2 separate regions of the Sus scrofa genome follow, and region 1 is linked to region 2. The links are chromatin contacts, called in public promoter capture Hi-C maps. All regions are on one chromosome and are shown on one strand. The core of a region is the stretch at or near the end of the contact, and the rest is flanking DNA. Distances in the headings are between cores, read along the strand shown. Region 1 overlaps ANXA6 (annexin A6). Region 2 holds the start of CCDC69 (coiled-coil domain-containing protein 69).

Region 1 (6,648 bases), core at 1,411-3,910, 93 kb after region 2:
GAGTGGAGTTCCCATCATGGCTCAGTGGTTAACGAATCCGACTAGGAACCATGAGGTTGCGGGTTCGATCCCTGGCCTCGCTCAGCAGGTTAAGGATCCGACGTTGCCGTGAGCTGTGGTGTAGGTTGCAGACGCGGCTCGGATCCCGTGTTGCTGTGGCTCTGGCGTAGGCCAGCAGCTACAGCTCCGTTTAGATCCCTAGCCTGGGAACCTCCATATGCTGTGGGAACATACCGTGCAAAAAGACAAACAAACAAACAAAATTCATTGAGTAATAAAAAAAGTGGAGAAAAAAAGGATATATATTCGTTATTTTTGAGGAGCGCAGTATATTATATGATAGAGGATCAGTACTCAAAAGAGTCTTAGCCACGGCCTCCCTGTCAACCTTTGAGGAGCCTGGTTTGCACAGGTGGCCTCTGACCAGGAGGAAAGAGTGCCAATGGTTATGGGCAAAGATCCAAGGCATATATCTTTGCTCCCCCATTTCCCATGTGTGCCCATCCCAGAGTTACTTCCTGAGAAGCATTCAAACCGGAGGGTTCTGGATGACCCAAGTGGACAGACCAGGCCCTGGAAGACCAGGGTGGCCCGGTCCTAGGGCACAGATCTTGCTTGGGACTCCTGGTCCAGTGCTCCCGGACCAAGCTATCTGCCTGGCTGACCTGTGGGTTCTTATTGCCATGGACCAGGGGCCATAGACATCCTACAAGCAAGAGTTGCAGGATGGCAGAGCCTTGGGGGTCCTATGGGACGAGTGGGCACCCTCTCTGCATGGTGTTATTGCTCCACTGCGGGCAGCAGTGGAGCTCTGGGGACACATAGGATGAGGGAAGAGGAAAGCTGCCTGAAGGGAGCTACTCCGGGCTGAGCAGGGAGGATGCTGAGGATGCTTTAGAGAACGACTTTGGGCCTCAAGTTCCCTCTTCTGGAGGAAACAGTGGGAAGAACGGTACAGTGATCGCAGTGGCAGTAATGGGCTCTGCCACCCTGCAGCTCTTGCTTGTAGCTAAGATTGCTTTAAGTAGAGGGGGTGCCAGAACCCAGGGCCAGAGAGGGAAGACTAGTGTGTTCAGGACAGCAGTTTGGGTGGTTGGAGGCCGGGTTGGGGAGAGAGGGTGTGGCCGAAGACAACACAGTTCATCCTCAACTTATAATGGGATTACGTGCCGATAAACCCATGGGCAATTGAAAATATCCTCAGTCAAACATGCACTTAGGAGTTCCTGTTGTGGCGCAGTGGAAACGAATCCAACTAATAACCATGAGGTTGCAGGTTCGATCCTTGGCCTCGCTCCGTGGGTTAAGGATCCGGCGTTGCCGTGAGCGGTGGTGTAGGTCGCAGATGCGGCTCAGATCCTGTGTTGCTGTGGCTGTGGCGTAGGTTGGCAGCTTTATCTCCAGTTGGACCCCTAGCCTGGGAACCACCATCTGCCACGGGTGCAGTCCTTAAAAAACAAAAAAACCAAAAAAAAAAAAAAAATGCATTTAATACACCTACCCCACTGCACATCCGAGTGAACCTCGCCTACCTTGACGGTGCTCAGAACCGTTACATCAGCCTGCGGTTGGGCAGAGTCATCGAACACAGAGCCAGTTTCATAATAAAGTCTGGAATATCTCCTGTAACGTACCGACTACGGCACTGAAAGTGAAAAACAGAATGTTGTGTGGGGGCAGAATGCCTGTCAATCTATTAGTTTTTCACCCTCGTGATCATGTGGTCGTCTGGGGGCTGCGGCTGCTGCCCTGCCTGGCATCGTGGCAGGAGCGTGCAGCACATCGCCAGCCCGGGAAAGATCAGAAGTTACAGTTCGAAGTACAGTTTCTACTGAATGCATGGGGTTTTTTTTGTTTTTTGTCTTTTTGCCATTTTGGGGGCTGCTGTCGCAGCAGATGGAGGTTCCCAGGCTAGGGGTCGAATCGGAACTGTAGCTGCTGGCCTGCGCCACAGCCACAGCAACGCCAGATCCTTAACCCACTGAGCAAAGCCAGGGATCGAACCCGCAACCTCATGCTTCCTAGTTGGATTCGTTAACCACTGAGCCACAATGAGAACTCCAAATGTGAGTTGCTTTTGTACCATTGCAAAGTCAAAAAATTGAAGCTGAGCCATTGTCAACTGGGTACCATCTGTGCTAGAGAAGAGTGAGAAGGATCTTCCTTCCACTGAGCTGACGTTTGTGTCTAATGTGCCTAATTCTTAGCATCCCAGCCCTGTTCCTGGTGCCCCCCCCACACACACACAGAGCACACGTGCTCGCGTGCACACACACAGGCACAGCACAAGCCACCCATCTTTCCTCTGGCCCAGGTCATTCCCCTTCTACTGTGATCGCTGTGCCTTTCTCCCTATTGTTCCCTCCAGAAGAAGGAACGTGAGACCCGAAGTCGTGAAGAAATAGTGTGATGTCCCAGAAAGGCTGAGAAGCCGGGATCTGTGGCCTCTGTCTCACAGGGATATTCTGGATTTGAACATGCGGCTGGACACACTTTGAGGACAGGGCCAGAGGGGCAGGTGCTGGAGCGTGGAGTGCCAGGAGCTGCAGAGACGAGGGTCAGCTCTGGTCAGGGTGGTTCTCAGGTGGAGTCCTGACCAGGCAGCCACATCTCTGGGTGACGTCAGTTCTGCCCCCGAGAAGCCTCGGGACTCCTGCTCCAGCTGCAACCTGGGCGGGGCCTGAGACCTGGGCGGGGCCTGAGACCGCAGAGTCCGGGGTCCAGGCTGCTCACCAGCTGGCAGCAGGACCTGCTGCATATTTCAGGGTGGAAAATCCCTTCTCTGCTCCCCCTCGCCTCCATCGCGGATACTTGAGGCCAGGACCCTGCCTGCCAGGGGAGTGGCAAGAGGCCAGGGTGAGGTGGAGGAGAGGGGACAGCTGCACGGGTGGCACTTGGAGATGCAAATTCTCCAGGTTGGGGTGAGAATGAGATGGTGGGAAAACCTGGGTGATGCGAAGAATGATCTCTGCGTCTCTAAATGTGACCAGTGCCGGGTCCCTCCCTGTCCCCCCTTACCCGTGGCTGTGATCCTGCCAGGTGCTGTGATAACTAGTCTGCGGGCAGTCCCCTGAAAGATTGGAGTATTGTGGTGCAGAGCCCCACATGGAAGAGAGACAGCCTTGCTGCTGGCCAAGCCCGCCTCTAAGGGAGCATTTGGATGGAGCTGTGTGTCAGTCCTTAGACTTCTTCTGCCCCCACATGGCATCGCTTCATCTGGCCCTTAGACGTCCTCTGCCCCGGATGCTCCCTCCACTACCGCTCTGGGGGAGGAGGAGCAGCAGCAGGAGGGAGGGTTTGCTGCTGGGACCTCTGCCCTTCCTCCTGGGGGGAGGGTGGGCTCCACTTCCATCTTCCCCTCTTTCCCTCTTACCCGCCTGGCTATTTACAGTCCCAGGATCTTGGAAACTTTGGGCGACTTTGGGCGTCCGCTTGAGCACTGAAGAATCTGGGCTTGCTTTTCTGAATGTTCTCGCGTGCTCGTGGCTCCAGGCTTTGCTGCGCTGGTGCTCTGTAGAAGCCATTTCCTGTCCTCCCCCACCCCTTGGGCCAGCTGTTACTCATTCTCGAGGGCTCAGCATAGACTCCTCCTCCAGGAGGTCTTCTTTGATCTGCTCAGGGTATATTCACTGTCACTATCCGCCTGCGCACCTACCTACCTATGAAACAGTGAGCGTCTAGTTGTGCCAAGCCCTGAGCTAGGTGCTGGGAATACATCAGCGAGCAAAACAAATGCAAAACAGATGGAGCTTGCTAAAGGGAGTAGTATCTCTTTTCTGATCTGGGTATTTGGCGTGTGTTACTCTTTCCTTCTCTGCCCAGGGCTGTGATCGGGTTGCAGGAGATTCATGAGTGGCGGGAAGCGGGCCATGTCCCTTTCTGGTCACCCTCCCTGTCAGAACTTTAAATAGCAACCCTGCACCCACGCATGCATACCTCAGAGGAGCCAGCAACGGCAGACATAAAGCACGGAGCATCCAAACGCCTGGTCAGGTCCTGCAGAGCGGGCGCTGGGAGACACAGCAGGTGACAGAGACGCATTTGCCCCCATGCACTCCTTGCTCCTTTAAGGCATAGTTTGTGCAGGTCACCCCCCCTCATCCAGCTGAAATTACCCTCTATTTTCTTCCCACGTTGCTTTGCCTCCATCCTGGGCATTTATCACAAGCTCTGTGTCATGTGTATGCTAGCGTCTCTCCTCCACTGGGTCTGAAGCTCATAAAGTCGGGCTGGGCTCTTCTTTCTCCCTGAATCTTCAGCCCTTTGCAGCTGGCCTGGCACAGGCTAAGTGTTCTGGCCCGGAGCTGGGTGCTTCACGGTGGGCTCTGACCTCCTCGGCTCTCCTAGCCCCCAGCTGCTCTCTGAGGCCCATGCATCCCAGGGCTGTGTGGCTGACCCACATCTGCCTTCTCTGTGAACCAGCCCTCCTCAGGTTCAACTTCGAAAATTCTCTGGCTCTGCCTCTCCCTCCCTTCACCCCCGGACCCAGCCAGCTTGTCCTCAGATGCCAGTTCACGGCTCAGTTTACTGGGCCCAGAGGAGTGGCACCTCGTCTGGGCACTGATTCTGAGGGTAACTCTGGGCCTGGCCTCCCCACCCCCCGCCCAGGCCAAGACACCACCCTTGGAAGCTGGCAGCTGCAGGTTTCTGGAGCTGGAGAGCAGAAAGGAACAGGCCAGAAATCTGGGTTCTATGTGATCCCAGCAAGAGAGACTCTGTCTTTGTTTCTTTTCTTTTTTTTTTTGGCTTTTCAGGGCTGCACCCCGGGGCATATGAAAGTTCCCAGGCTAAGGGTTGAATCGGAGCTGCAGCTGCCAGTCTACACCACAGCTGCAGGAAAGTGAGATCCAAGGTGCATCTATGACCTACACGGCTCACGGCAACTTCAGATCCTTAACCCACTGATCGAGACCAGGGATCAAACCCACATCCTCATGGATGCTAGTTGGGTTCATGACCACAGAGCCAAGATGGGAGCTCTCGGTGTCTTTGTTTCTGATAGACTTCATCCTCAGTGCTTCTACAAGATCTAAAATAATCACCATTGTAGAGTGAAAGGGCTTTGTACACTGTGCCATCACTGTGAGGGGCCCGTCCCCCGTCATCCCACCCCCGCACTCTCTCTGGCTTTTGTCCTTCCTGTGTCCTGGAAAGATGGAGCAGAGCAGAGGGCTGGTCTGAGCCGCCCCCAGAGGGAAAGGGCACGTCCTTGGGGCAGGTGGTGGCAGGAGGCACAGGGAGAGTCCTCCCTCCCCTTGCCTGGGCTTTCTGTAGTTGGTGCTCCCTTTTAGGTGCAGGGATCTCAGCCACCGTCTGGGTGAGTGACATCAGTGTCCGGAGTAGGAGAGCATGGGTGGGGGAGAGAGAGGTGGACAGGTTCCATCCCCTCGTGTCTTGGGTCAGCACAGAGAATCGTGAAAATACACCCGAGGTCTTGCCATGGCTGTTGTGGAGTGTGGGTTTGGGGATTTGTAACAAATACTTGCTTATTTCAGGTGCAGCAGGGACCTATGACCAGGGTTGAGAGTGTGAGCTGGGTTTGGGGCTGGGAGCCCCAGTCACGGCCAGGTTGGCAGCGCACCCTCTGCTCTTCTCTCCACAGGGTGCCAGGTACCGTGGCTCCATTCATGACTTCCCTAACTTCGATCCCAGCCAGGATGCCGAGACTCTGTACAACGCCATGAAGGGCTTTGGTGGGTGCTCAGCCCCTGGGAAGAGGGACCCACGGGGAAGGAAACAGGGTTCACCTGGGCTTGGGGTGTCCCCACACATGCGCACAGCCCACAGCCCTTTTGGGGGAGGGTGGGGTGAGATGGTGAGAGGTACGCACTCATCCTTTTGTCTCCCCTTTTTATTTTTTAATAATTTTATAATGAACCATTCCAGACCAATAAGAAGGTTTAAAGAGTAGGTGATGCTTTGGGAGTTCCCTGGTGGTCTAGTGGTTAGGATTTTGCCCTTTCACTTCTACAGCCTGGGTTCAATCCCTGGTCTGGAAGCTGAGATCCCACCTTAAGCCACTGTACACTGTGGCCAAAAAAATAAAAGAGAGAGAGTAGGAGAAGCTTACTCTGTAGACCTGATGCCACTGAGCTTAAGAAATAGAATTTTCTTCCTCATGTAGTTGAAACCTCCAGGGTGGGTCTCCCCCCACCCCCGCTGATGACAGCACTCTGCCTTTCCACGTGGGGGTAACCACCACTCTGAGTTTGCTGCTTATTATTCTCTTATTTTCCCTGTCATGTAAAGAACACCATATAGGGTGTTAGGACAGCTGGGTTTTTCTCAGCCAGGGTCACTGGGAGACCTTGGGTGAGTCCTTGCTCCTCTCTGGCCTCAGTTTCCTTATTTGTGTGATGAGGAGCTAGATCTTAGGCCCTGTGAGCCTCAGATCCTACCTGCATTAGGCTCTCTCTCACTGGGGGGCTGGTCCCAATCGATCCACCCTTCTGACGCCTCTGCCTTGTACGAGCAGAAGGCTGATGCCAAGGACTGTGAAGAGCAGCCCAGGAGGGCTTTCTGGAAGCAGCTTGGGCTAGGGTGATGGGTGCCTTCCCACTTCTAGGCAGTGACAAGGAGGCTATACTGGAGCTGATTACTTCCCGGAGCAACAGGCAGAGGCAGGAGATCTGCCAGAACTACAAGTCC
Region 2 (6,904 bases), core at 2,784-5,283:
ACCAGCCCAGTAGGAAGGGGGACGATAGAAAGGAAATTATAAGAGATTTATCTGAGTGGCAAGCAACTGAGGCTAAGCATCAGATCCCATCCCAACCTAGGAGTCTAGGATTCCTTTTGCCATGAATGGCCCTTGGCTCTAGTATTTCTCCTGGAGGTGCTCCTTTCCCAGCCCCATCCAGCCTGGTTTCTTATCTCCTTTTAATGCTTGTACTTCCATATGGATTACTTTTTTTTTTTTTTTTTTTTTGCTTTTTAGGGGCACACCCACAGCTCATGGAGGTTTCCAGACTAGGGCTCAACACTCGCTTTATAACCTGCTTTGGTAAGTTTCTCAATGTAGAGGTCTAATATAAAAAAATAGATTTTAACTAATTTTTGTTTGTTTGATTGTTTGTTTAAGGGCCACACTCACAGCATATGGAAGTTCCCAGGCTAGGGATCAAATCAGAGCTATACCTGCCAGCCTACACCACAGCCACAGCAACTCGGGATTTGAGTTGTGTCTGTGACCTACTCCATAGCTCATGCAATGCCAGATCCTTGACCCACTAAGTGAGGCCAGGGATTGAACCCGCATCCTCATAGACATCAGTTGGATTCATTTCCGCTGCACCACAGTGGGAACTCCCAGATTATAACTAATTTAAGATAAGAACTGCGTCCTCATTCTGCCTTGCCCATAGGGTAGCCAATAATCCCAATGTCCCTAGAACCAAGGAGTTTCCGAGGTCGTTAGTCATCCTGGTTGCCCAAGAAATGGGCACATCATTGTACCTGCTTATTGATTGCTAATTATGGTAGGCATTTCCGCCATTCACAAGTATTTCTGGTTCTCTCCTGGGCACAAAGTGTATTTCCCCATCCTCTTGAAGTCAGCCATGACCATGGGACTTGCTTTAGTCAACAAAATGCGAGTGGACTTGATATGTGTCTCTCCTGAGTGGAAGGACTTAAGACTCTAGGCACCATTCTCAGTACCTGCCTTCTTTTGTCCTGGCAGCCCCTGAAGTCATGGCATGGGTATGGCTGCATCACAGGATGGTGTCAGTGTCTCTGTGAAGCTGAGCCCTCTGCCTCCCCATGCTGGGCATGTGCTATGAGCAAAACTTAGCTTCACTCATGATAAGTTGCTGAGATTTGTATTCATCACTGCAGCAAAACCTAACTGAACCTGACTAGCACATCAACCACCCCAAATCTCATTAGCAACTTGTTCAAACTCAAGTTCCTACCAGAAGCTCTTTCGGGGTTTCCCTCTGTCGGAAACTTCAAAGCACATAACTGAAAAGCCAGTTGAGAGGAAGTAGGCAATCTGATCCTGGTCTCCCAGGAAGCTTAAAGATGCTGAAGGCAAGCGCTCCTGAGAACAGAGGCTTGGGGAACAGAATTGGCCTCCCTGATTGCTACCTACCAGTCCAAGTTATTCATTTCAACTGTTGACATTAAGATTCAAGATCAGTGTAGAAAGTTCAGTTCTTTGATGTTCAGATGAGAAACTCTCCAAAAGGAGAAACAACAGGTTCAGACCACACAGGGCGTTACTGGTGTGATCCCCCCACCCCCCAATTTTTGGCCCTGTTTGCTCTTTACGTTGCTTTTCTAGGTAGTTCATTCATAACCACTGTCTATTTCTTTGAGTTTTCACATACCCACTTTTTTTTTGTCTTTTTGCTATTTCTTGGGCCGCTCCCTCGGCATATGGAGGTTCCCAGGCTAGGGGTCAAATCGGAGCTGTAGCCACCGGCCTATACCACAGCCACAGCAACATGGGATCCGAGCTGCGTCTGAGACCTACACCACAGCTCACGGCAACACCGGATCCTTAACCCACTGAGCAAGGCCAGGGACCGAACCCTCAACCTCATGCTCCTAGTTGGATTCGTTAACCACTGCGCCACGACGGGAACTCCTCACATACCCACTTGATGGTGAAAAACTTGTCTCAATCTCATACCTGGGTTTAAAAACATATTTTTTGAAAACTTTTTCTTATTACAACAGTCATTTTCTTATCAGTAATAAGCATATACTCATGTTGTAAAGATAAGAAAATGAATAGCTTTAAATATCCCAAATCTCACCCTCATCTAGAGGTAATCACTATGCACACTTTTTTAAGATAAGGATGAATTTGTTACCTTTTATAACATTTTAAAACTTCATCCTCATCATTATTTTTATTGGTGACATGACATTCTATTTTTATGGATAAATCATAATTAACTTAAGCTTCTTTTCTTGGATATTTATGTTCTGGTTATTTGCTTGTTGGTTGGTTGGGGTTTTTAGTAAATCATGAGCTCTAGTTCATAATCATTTTAATTTTTTTTTTCTTTTTAGGGCCACACCTGCTGCATATGAAAGTTCCCTGGCTAGGGGTCAAATGGGAGCTGCAGCTAAGGCCTAGGACCCAAGCCATAGCTCGTGGCAACTCGGGATCCTTAACCCACTGAGCAAGGCCAGGGATTGAACCTGCATACCCACAGATACTAGTTGGGTTCTTAACCTGATGAGCCACAATGGAAACTCCGTAATCATTATAATTTAAGTAGACCTCTTTCTTCATTACCCATTCAGCCCATCCTGCAGAGGTGCTTCTCCAACTTGAATATGCTCAGGACTTGGGAAGCTGGATAATCTTGATCCCCTTCCTCAGAGTTTAGGATCCATAGGTCTGGGTGGGATCTGAGCATCTGTGTTTCTTTCCTCTTTTCTCTTTTCTTTGGCCAGGCCCATGGCATATGGTAATTCCCAGACCTGGGACTGAACCCAAGCCACAGCAGTGATAATGCCCAGTCCTTAACCATTAGGCCACCAGGAAACTCCCCGAGTTTGTATTTCTTTTGTTGTTGTTTTCATTTGAAAAGTTTATTGGCGTCTAGTTGATTTACAATGTTGTTATAATTTCCGCTGTACAAGGAAGAGATGCGGTTATCCACGTATACTCTTCCAGTCTCTTTCAGACTCTTTTCCCACAGACGATCACAGAAGATCGGGTAGAGGTCTCCATGCTATACCGCACGTCCCCATTTGCCAGTCATTCCATATACCTCAGTGTGCCTGTGCCCATCCCAAACCACCAGTCCATCCCCCCTCCCCTACCCCGACACCTGTCTCCTTTGGGAACCGTAAGTTTTTCAAAGTCTGTGAGTCTGTTTCTGTTCTGCAAATAAATGCATTTGCATCCTTTTTTTTTAGATTCCACAGATAAGTGATACCATATGCTGTTTGTCTTTCAACTGTCTGACTAACTTCACTTCGTGTGGTAGTCTCTACGTCTAACTGCTGCTGCTTTGGGGAATCATACTTTGTAAACCACCGCCTTACACGACTCTTCTTTCCAAGAACCCAATATTGCCCGTGTCCTCAGGTTCCTTTCTTTGAACCTGCTGCAACCGGTCTTCTACTCTGGGGAGGGGGAAGTTCTTTTGCGATCTCACATTCTTTTTCCATCCATCACCGTACATCCCTTGCATCAGTCCACCTTTCCAGGGTCTCTGGGCTGTGTATAAGTTTCTAGCATACGCACTCACACTAATTTTCAAAGTTAGGTGTCTTTTTTCTGATTGCCACTGCTGGAAACCTCTGCTAGTTTAAAAAAAAAAAAAAGCAAGGGTACACAAAAGTTCTTTTTCCCGGGCACTGATATTTATGTCCTGTTCTCCCTGCATCTGCCTCACAAAGTTGGATAGATAGAATATTACAAATGCTTGTGAACTGGAAAGAGCTATAGACCCAGAAGTGAGGAGGCATTACAATTAAACTTCACAGTCTTATGTATTTGTAGGGAAGTAGTTGGAAGCTTAGGTTCTGGACATAGAACTGGATTTTATCTAGGCTCTGGTACTTCCTAGCTGCAGGAGCTTAGGCAAATCCTATCTCTGAGCCTCATTTTCCTCACCTGTAAAATGGAGGAAATCATACCTTTGCGGCAAAGAGAGCAAGAAATAGAAATAATGTGTGCGAAGAAGCCACGACAGAAACTCTCAATCAAGGCTAGCTGTTGTGTTTCTAAATAATTCTTTTAGTAGCAATTATCTGGCCTTTTCTCGGCAGCGAGCCTGGAAAGAATCCATTGTTCGTGGGGATCTTTTCCGCTCTGACCCGAGTCGCTATCATTTACGAAGATTCTGGTCACCTGCCTCAGGCGGCGCCCCTGCGAGCCCTGAGGGCTTCTCGGAGGCCCTGCTTTTCGGGTATTTACGGCGCGCGGCCGCCCCAGCTCCGGCTCAAGTCTGCGCTTCCAGGTTCAGTTTCAGGGTCTCGCCGACCGCGGAGCGGGCAGCCTGGCGCGGACCGCAAGGTTCTCTGGGGGCCCCGGAGTTGGGAAGCGGCGTCCGGGAGCCCCCGGAGGAGGATGGGCTGCGGACACAGCAGGCTGAGTTGCTGCAAACCCCCCAAAAAGGTAAAGGGCGCCGGCGGAGAAGTTTGTCTTCGGAGGGGAAGGGAGTACGGAACCGCTACGCCGAAGGGGACCCTCGGCTCCCTGGGTTCCCCAACTGCTAGAGGCCGGCACTGAGGGAGGTGGGGACGGCTCGGCCGGGCGGCGCGCTCTCTCTCCCGGCCCTGGACTGCGCTGCACGGGGCAGCGGAGTTTACAAACACGGCCCCAGGGCCCGGGAAAAGCAGCTCATTCCGGATGGCAGACTGGGAAAATGTTAGTGCCTATGGCAGGTGCCCTTTTCCTTGGTCGGTCGGAGCTGCTCGCTGTGTGGCCATGGACTTGTGACTTGACCCCTCTGGGCCTTCGGCTTTCCCACCATTAAGAAGCAGATTATGTCCAGGGCTGCCACACGCAGAGTGGTCCGTGGATTTATATCATGGGCATCACCTGGGACCTGTTAGAAATGCAGAATCTGGGGCTGTGCCCCGGGGGAGTTAAAATAGAACCTGCCTTTTAACAAGATGCCCAGGTGATTACAATAGGCTTTCAAGTTTGAGAAGTGCTGGTCTGAAGCCTCTTCAGGCCCCAGAGCCGGTGCATGTGGGCTGTCCTAGGGGTAGCTGGGAGGGGCCAACCAGGGAGGCGATCCACCGCGCAGCTCTTCCCCCCCCCCCCCCCCCCCCCACGGGGCCTCTGAGCTGGGTTAGGGCCCAGGAGACGCTACTCGCTACTCGGGTTTCTTGCAGTGGGACCAGCTGCCCCTTGGGGTCTGACAAGCCTCGAAGGTCAGAGCCTGGAACCAGAGGACAGCAAGAGGCACAGAGAGGGGAGGGGCTATCCTCAAGTTCTGAGCCTTCTTCCCACTGCCACCTGTCCTCCAGCCAGGTGGGAGGAGGTGGTCTATAAACTTGGCGATCCATCCCCTGGAGACCCTGACAGACCCCACATGGTGACACTATTTAGTAGCTGCTCATTGAACTTGAGTCTCTCTCTCGCCTGCTTTGCTTGTGCCCAAGCACAAGCTTTTCTATCACTGTCCCCAACCCCAGTGATCCTGTTCCCTGCCCTGTGCCTGTTTCAGGGAGAAGAGTTTTTGTCCCAAGGACAGCACCTCCCCTGCCTTCCTTTTTACTCCCAGTTCAAAAAAACAACCCCTCAGAGCTCTGACCCAGAAACCCTCATATCTTCTCTGGCTCCAACAGGGAAACTGAGGTTGGCCTTCAGCAGCAGAAGCAGAGGGCTGGCTATTGGGAGCAAGAGCAGATCAACCTGAGCCTGGCTTGAGACTTAGAACCAGGCTGGTGTCAGGTGGACATTGAGCCTCAGTGTTGATCCTGGTTCTGCCACAAACATGTTGTGTGACCCCCAAGGAAGCCCCCGTGCTCTCTGGGCCTCCGTTTCTCCCTCTAACTGCAGAGGGAGAGAGGTGAGCGGGATGGCTTCTGAGAGTCTGTGTTTTCTGCCCCTGTGTCAACCTCTCAGCCTGCAAAGTGGGCCAAGGGTGAGTTCCATCTACACGGTGGCGGGAGGAGGCTGGAGGAGGAGCCCTATTCCAGGCCTTGACTCTTAGTCTGGAAGAGGAGACCCCAGCGAGCGTGGGTTCCCCTGCCTCCTGGACCTTGCCAGCTGTCCCTGTCTGTCCCCGGCCCAGCCTGAATTGGACCCCCTGTCCTAAGCTGTAAAGGGCATAAAGCCGGCCCAGGCGATCCCAGTGGGAAAGGGCCTTGGGTACCACCTGGGCTGAAGCCTGGAGAAAGACCCGTGTTGCCTCTGCCCCATGTGATGCTTCCAGTGGCTTCATGTGGCTCCCAAAGCCCTTTGGCATTAAAGCCGCCACCCTCTTGCCTGGGAACAGCCTGGCTTGTCTTCCTCCTCCAGTAGTGCCAGGCCTGTGCCCCTGCGTGGCAGGATTTATAAGCCAGTTTTGTTTAAAGTTCATGCCTGTTGCCATCCCTCTGTGCTGTGCTCCTGCTCTATTTATCATCCCGGTGCTACCCCCTCCCCCAGAAGGCATGAGCTTCCAGGCTCATCCCCCACCCGCCCTCGCAGGCTCTCAGCCCCTTGGGGGCAGGGGGCCTCTGAGGATGGGTGGTACAAAAATGAGCTCGGATCGCTGGAGGCTCAGGTCACGACAACAATGACTCACCCTAAGTGGCAGTTGACAGAGTACTTTCACATCCTGCCTGCCTCACAAAAGCCTGGCTGAGCTGCAGAATCTTCCCCATGTTACAGGTGAGGAGCCTGAGGTTCAGGAGGGAGTGCTGTGTGCCCAGTCACAGAGCCAGTTGGTGGCCAAGCTGCAGAGAGCATCCCCCACCCCTGCACACACACACGTGCGCACACACAGCATCGCCCCCACCTCCCGCCCAGGCCTCACTGCCCCTCCAGAGCCCAGAGCTGGTGCCACATAAATCTTTGAGTGACTAAATGAGGGCCACGTAAGAGCCAGGCTAGGGGTTAGCCCAGGGTGTGGCTTGAGTATCTGATTCCCATCTCGAGAGCTACAGGAAGGCTTCTG

The links. Promoter capture Hi-C pulls out the DNA fragments that hold promoters and counts their contacts.
Region 1: a promoter capture Hi-C map of fetal skeletal muscle shows a contact between it and region 2, with 3 times the contacts expected there. The contact joins the enhancer-like site here to the promoter of CCDC69 in region 2. A contact is called at or near these places in 1 of 5 promoter capture datasets (fetal skeletal muscle) and 1 of 2 datasets of contacts at active chromatin or transcription factors (skeletal muscle).

Annotation. Positions count from the first base shown.
Region 1 is chr16:71,868,556-71,875,203 of Sscrofa11.1, forward strand. ANXA6 (annexin A6) reads left to right here. Exons shown (of 27, transcript XM_005672613.3): 3 at 5,603-5,693; 4 at 6,566-6,648. Among named protein-coding and RNA genes, the nearest start is that of ANXA6, 15 kb to the left of the region's middle. Within about 2 kb of position 2,661, at least 29 of the 83 cell types and tissues checked have an H3K27ac peak or open chromatin away from gene starts, as enhancers often do. A contact at or near this core is called in fetal skeletal muscle and skeletal muscle, where this site is marked.
Region 2 is chr16:71,774,203-71,781,106 of Sscrofa11.1, forward strand. It overlaps CCDC69 (coiled-coil domain-containing protein 69), which reads left to right and starts at 4,034. Exons shown (of 11, transcript XM_021077105.1): 1 at 4,034-4,407. The coding sequence starts at 4,360.